Regions from separate parts of the Rattus norvegicus genome. Here region 2 is linked to region 1. A link is a contact called in public Hi-C data. All regions are on one chromosome and are shown on one strand. The core of a region is the stretch at or near the end of the contact, and the rest is flanking DNA. Distances in the headings are between cores, read along the strand shown. Region 1 holds the start of Zranb1 (zinc finger RANBP2-type containing 1). Region 2 overlaps Zranb1 (zinc finger RANBP2-type containing 1).

Evidence for each region. Hi-C and Micro-C count contacts between places; a contact is called where the count stands out from the background.
Region 2: a Hi-C map of psoas muscle shows a contact between it and region 1, with 2.2 times the contacts expected there. The contact joins the enhancer-like site here to the promoter of Zranb1 in region 1. A contact is called at or near these places in 6 of 12 Hi-C or Micro-C datasets (Schwann cells, kidney, liver and 1 more).

Annotation. Positions count from the first base shown.
Region 1 is chr1:197,153,777-197,157,020 of GRCr8, forward strand. Zranb1 (zinc finger RANBP2-type containing 1) reads left to right here and starts at 1,658. Exons shown (of 10, transcript NM_001427548.1): 1 at 1,658-1,791.
Region 2 is chr1:197,201,026-197,203,899 of GRCr8, forward strand. The region is part of intron 6 of Zranb1 (zinc finger RANBP2-type containing 1); the gene reads left to right. Among named protein-coding and RNA genes, the nearest start is that of Ctbp2, 39 kb to the right of the region's middle. Within about 2 kb of position 1,441, at least 1 of the 93 cell types and tissues checked has an H3K27ac peak or open chromatin away from gene starts, as enhancers often do.

The sequences.
Region 1 (3,244 bases), core at 408-2,907:
TCTCAATTTGGGAGGGAGCGGCGCCCAAGAACGACAAGAGACAGAGTTCGATGCAAAAGCAACAGGCTGTATTCGGGCAGAGCTCTGGACCAATAAGTACCTCTCGCAGGAGGCAGAGGGATGGGTCCCGAACCACAGAAGCACAGAGTTTATATAGGGTTTTGGTTGAGGAACCGGAAAAGGATGGCGGGGTGATACATGATTGGTCCTCGCGCTTATTCAAACTTAAGCAAGTTTTGAGCGGGCAAAAGGGATATCTGGGGTCACACAGATGTTCTTTGTGGCTTTTCTCGGAACTCTGGGTTCAGGGTGGAGGACGTTGTTTACACGCTTGGAGTACAGCTATCTGATTTCATGGCACCTCCGAGTTCCTGGAACACAAACTTCCCAGTACATGGGTCATGTAAGAGTTAACTTGTACAGGCTGAAAGTCAGGTTTAGGCCTTGAGTGGGTGGGCGACAGGGACGAGTTTTTGAAAAACATTTCAATACAAGTGAGTGTGGGTGCTGGTAGAGGCCACAAAAGGGCACTGAATCCCCGTAGCTGGAGTTACAGATTACTGTACTCCACTGAAGTGGCTGCTGGGAACTGAACTCAACTCTGGGTCTTTGCGAGAGCTGGAAGTACTCTTATATGTTGGCTGTTTCTCCAGCCCCCATATTCTTTCGTTTTTTTTAATTAATTAATTTATTTCTTTTGTGTGTAGCTCAGAGAACAACTGTGGGAGTTAGTTCTCTTCTTCCACTATGTAGGTACTGGGGATGGAACTCGGGCTGTCAAGCTTGGCAACTTCACTATAAAAATAAATGGTAGTTGAAACCAAGTGTAGTGGTGGCATACTTTTAAGTCCGGCATTCTGGAGGCTGAGGCTCTCAGCTACTTAGAAGGATTAGAAATAAACTGGGCTACAAGAGAACCTCGTCTGAAAACAAGTAAAAAGCAAAGTAAGCAGGGCTTGTAATCTCAGCGCTCTTGGGGAGGCTGAGGCAAGAAGATCATTTAAGAGTTCCAGGCCAGCCTGAGCCACAGAATGAAAGCCTGTGTTAAATTATGGAAATTTAAAAAAGGTTTTAAATGTCCTAAGGAACCGCCAAGCAGCATCCCAGTTAGCAAACAGCTCATTCCTGAGACGCAAGACTCGCGCTAGTTCAAAGCTCTGGGGACTCAGCTGTAAGAGCCCACGGCGGTCCCGGAAACCCGACTCCTACCTTCCAGGCGTATCCTGCACTTTTATTTGAGGAAACTCGCCACCCGGGAGGATGCGTGGCAGGACCGCGCGGGCTCTAGCCTCACAATCAGGACGCATGCTGCTGACATCACGGCCTCGGCCCGCCTCCTGCTCCGGGAAAGAGGCGATCACCTATTGGCTGCGCCTCCTGAGGCCTCGGGACCAATCACAGGACGGTGAGCAGCAAGGTCCAGTTCCTGACGTTGTGCAGCCGCCGCGGGGTTTATTTAGCTCTAGGGTCTTGACCGCCGCCATTCGGAGTCTTCAGCGCCCGAGGCCATCCTCAGTCTGCTCCGCCCCTGTCCCCGAGCCTCGGCCCCCGCCTCCGCGCCGCCTCTCCGCCCCTCGGGCCGCTGGGAGCCGCGCGCGGGCCCGCGGAGAACATGTCCTGACTGAGGCGGGAGGGCGGAGGCGGCAGCAGCGGGGTGGGCGGCGGCGCCGAGGGAGGCGGAGAGGGGCCGGGCTCGGCTCGTCGCCGCGGGCCGTGCGGGAGTCGCCGCCGCCGCCGCGGCCGCCCGGCGCCGCGCGTCAGACGGGGAGGAGGAGGAGTCGCGGCCGCCAGGTAACCGGGCCTGGGTTGGGGGCGCCGCGCCGCAGGCCCCTCGCGGGTCGACCGCGGCCTGACGGGGCGTCGCGGGGCGCAGGCTGCCGAGCCTCCGGGCAGCAGCGTTGCGGGATAGCGCATCGCAGGCCCGGGGTTGTCCGCGGCCGCGCGTCCATCTTGGGCTTTCCGGCGCGGGGACAACCCGGGGGATGAGGGAGAGTAGCCCGCCCGGCTTGTTTACCGATCTGATTTGGCCGCCGTCGGCTGTCTGGCTGGCAGCCTCATTCTGCCCTTCTGCCCGCCTCATTCCGGCGACTAGAATTCCTCCCGAGTCCGAGTGTGTGGGTCTTATTCCCACTTCTCAGTAGGCCGTATACACCCGAATTCGTCGCTCTAAGTTGGTGCTGATCTCCAAACTTGTGTTTTGGTCCCTTGTCCACTTTCTCTCCGCCTCATACTTGCCTCTCCGTAGTTGCCTAAAGCAAATCAGGGTGAGAGTTGATGTCTTGTGGCCATGGGCAGCTGGAACTCCGCTCCTGGTAACGATCGCTCTGTGCAACTACCTTGTGGTTTTTGTTGTTTTGTTTTGTTTTTCTGCTCAAATTTGGCCGGTCATTGCACAGACAAAAGAGCTGTAATACTTGATATTAGCGCCGGGGAGAGGCAGTTTAGGTTATGCAGGAAGTTTGAACCCGCCCATTATCTTGGAGACACTGGTGTTTTGAAACCACCTTGCTTAGAATTTTGTATCTCAGCCCCTCGATTTCCCCCTTCGGTTACCCCCTAAGTCACTGTTATAAGTCCCTCCCACTGCTCGTAATGTTTGGTCTCTATAGTTGACCTGTGATGATGTTAATAAACGTGATGTGCAAATACTTGGAAATGTTATATAATGAGTGGCTCCTGTACCCCGCGGTCTCTCAGTTAATCCCTTATTAACTTTTGCTACATGCATGGTACCTCGGTTGAACAAACATGGGTGACTTTGTTTACATAGAGAAGACAGGGGAGACCCGAGGATCTTTGTGACAGAAGCTATTAGAAAGTCGGCTGAACTATGCTTGGGAAAAGTAAAGCTGGAACCTGTTAAATATTATTTTAATTAAATGAGGTAATTCGGTAATTCAAAAGTATATTTAGAAGTTTGCTCTTTTGATTTTGGGGCTCTTAAAATAGTCTCTTTAAATTTTTGTAACTTTTTGTAAATTTTGTAAATTTTTGTAAATTTTTTTTTTGGCCTGTGAGGGGTTAAGAGGCAGGACAATAATGAGGCATTTTACTTTTTCTGAGGAGGATGTTACTTGAATGCTCTGGAAGATTTTTACTGGTTGTTTTAACAACCTTTTATTAGTGCTGCTGAGCATTGCGGCACCCATTTATTTACTCTTGAAATGTGCTTGAGGTAGTAGATGAACTTACAATTCATGGTAATATATTTTAAACTAATGGCCTTGATCCATATATGTGTACT
Region 2 (2,874 bases), core at 191-2,690, 47 kb after region 1:
ATAGCTCGGTAGGGGCATTTTGTTAGAGTTATATCATTGTGGCGTTGCAGCAGAGCTCTCAGTTGTTTATTCTAAGGTACAATTCAAGGTGAAGACCTAGAGCTGTTATGTGGACTGAACTCCTAATACAAAGTATGCCTTGATGCCATCTTCTGGAATCTTTGTTATGAAATACCTTTTCTTGGTATTTTAGAGTTCATCTAAAAAGCTGAATTGAAAGCAAGGATCATAGAGATATCCTTCTGGTATCTTGGGAATAGGGTCAGGCTAAAGAAAATGGGACTAGATGGAGTATTACTATTCTTGATTTGAGGTTCAGTGACTAGTTTGTTCATTAAGCTCAACACATGACTATTACCATGGCATAATAACAATGGTGGGCAAACTTGGGTCCTGATCTAGGCTTGGAGGAGGAGCCAACATATCACTTGTGAAGCTTCTCTTTGCTGAGTTGATAATATGCAAAGTCCAAAGTAACAAGGAAGATTCTCTTCTGCCCTGTAAAATCCCTAGTGAGAGCTGAGAAAGCAACATTGTATTTTGTGGACCTGTATCACTTTTAGTTAGGCTGTTTTATGTCTTTATATGTTTGTAGCTATGCAGTTCTGTTGGATACCTGTAATCTGAGCTGGCTGATGCTCTCAAGACTGAATATACAGTGTTGTCCTTGCTTTGTTGTTGGGTTTTGTTTTTGTTTTTTGTTTTGTTTTGTCTTAATTTCCCTTCCTGTTACTGCGATAAAATAACCTGGTGTTGTGTGACAAACTTTTCCTGAGGAGATGCAACACCAGTCTACTCACCTTAGAAAAGAGAACTCATTACAGACCAAAGTAAAATCCATCTTGATGAACCAATGAGTTTTATGAAGTGAGGGAGGACTTACTTACAGGAATATATGTGTGAGGGATTACTTATAAGACCAGAAATGACTCAAAGACAGCTGTATTACCAAAGCCCACCCAGCAAGGGTGGAAGCTTACAAACACTGGAAACCTGGAGCAAACTACACAGCCCAACAGGTTCTTTTCCAGGTGGCTTAGTTGATCTGAGCTTCTTATAGCCTGCTTCTTCCAGGCAACTGGGCTTGTTTCAGTCCTCTCTTAGCAATCTTTACTGTTTATATTCTCTTGGGGAGATGGGAGGTGGGGGTCTAATGAGTCTAGTTAGTTTCAGGGACTTTCTGAAGCTATTTTGGGTTAACTACTTGTCTTACATGCTTCTCTGTAGTATTCAACTCTCCTTAGAACATCCTGTTGTTTCAGCTCCCTGTAAACATTTGGTATTCTATTCCCTCAAAGATGAAAGATTATTCACCACAAAGGAAGCTGTTATACAATACCCGGAATAAAGCAATTGAAAGATTATTGGGCTCACAATTCTAGATTACAGTCCATCACTGTGGGAAAGTCAGGGTGGCAGGAACTTGAAGCAACAGGTCATTCATAGCCATGAGCAGAGAGCAGTGAACCAGTGCATACATGATAGGACTCAGCTCTTTCTCCACTCTGTACAAACCTGCTGTCCTGCCCAGGAAATGGTGCTACACACAATGGGCAGGTCTTCTCAACCCATTTAACGTAATTAGTATAATTCCATACAGGCCAGCCTAGCCTTGAAGATCTTTCATTGAGTAAGATTTGCTTCCCAGGCAACTCTAGATTGTGTCAAATTGGCAATTAAAACTGACACTATTTCATTGAAATATCTTATCTAGTTTCTCAGAGGAACAGGTTGGGATAATCTGTTAATAAAGGGGGAAAAAATCATTAAAGGTCTTAGAGTAATTACTGTTTATTTGGTAGTCATTTTAAGTTAGATTTTTCAGTATAGACTGTTACAAATTCTGTTTGAAGTACAGATTAATATACTGCTATGCCTTCTCTGGATACATACAGTAAATACTGGGCTGCCATAAATACTGTAACCAAAATACTAAGAAGAAGACTAAAATGTCGCTAAGTTCTAAGGCTGAATTGTAATGTTTTGTAAAAACAGTAGCTTTATTGAAGTACTGTTTGCTCTAAAAGGTATTTAAAGCATATTGTTCACCGCCTATTAATGAAGCATTTATCACCCCAAAAGAGAACTTGTGTCTCTTTTTCAGTTCTTTCTGCTTCTCAAGCCCTAGCTGCAGGGAATTATTCATCTGCGTCTTGTACCTGTACATTTTTCTTAGACATTTCATGTAAATGGAATAATATGTGGTCTACGACGGGAGCATATTCCACAGTATAGACAGATGCTTTTATCACCTGTATACCAATAGAAGGACATTAGGTTTATTTTCAGTTTGTTGGGTCATATTAAATCTATATTTAACATTTTAACAAACGGCCAGGCCAAACTATATTTCACAGTACCTGGATACTTTTAAATTTCTATCAACTTTTTTTTTAAGTACACATTTTTCACATCCTCACCAATACTTGTTATTTGATTGTGGCTGTTCTTGTACACATGAAGTTGTACCTTTACTGTTACCTCATGGATAATGATACTGAATATTTTTTGATATGTTTAATGTTCATTCATAAATCTTTGTTGAAATACCTCTAATTTACCCAGCTTTTTCTAGTTACTGGTAACTGGTTCTCAGATCAGAGTTTCAGGCATGTGAAACAAGCATCTACTTCTGAGTTAGGCTTCAATCTTCAAGAGTTACTTTTTCTATACAGATATACTTTATGTATAAGGAATCTCTTTAGATACATTGTCTGGAAATTTTTTTCTTCTATCTGTGACTTATATTTCCTGGGACAAAGTCATAATTAGTTTTAAAATATAAATTTATTATTTTGTATGTATGTATGTATGTATGTATGTATGTATGTATGTATGTATGTGTGTGTGTTTTGTCTGCATGTATGCCTGTAT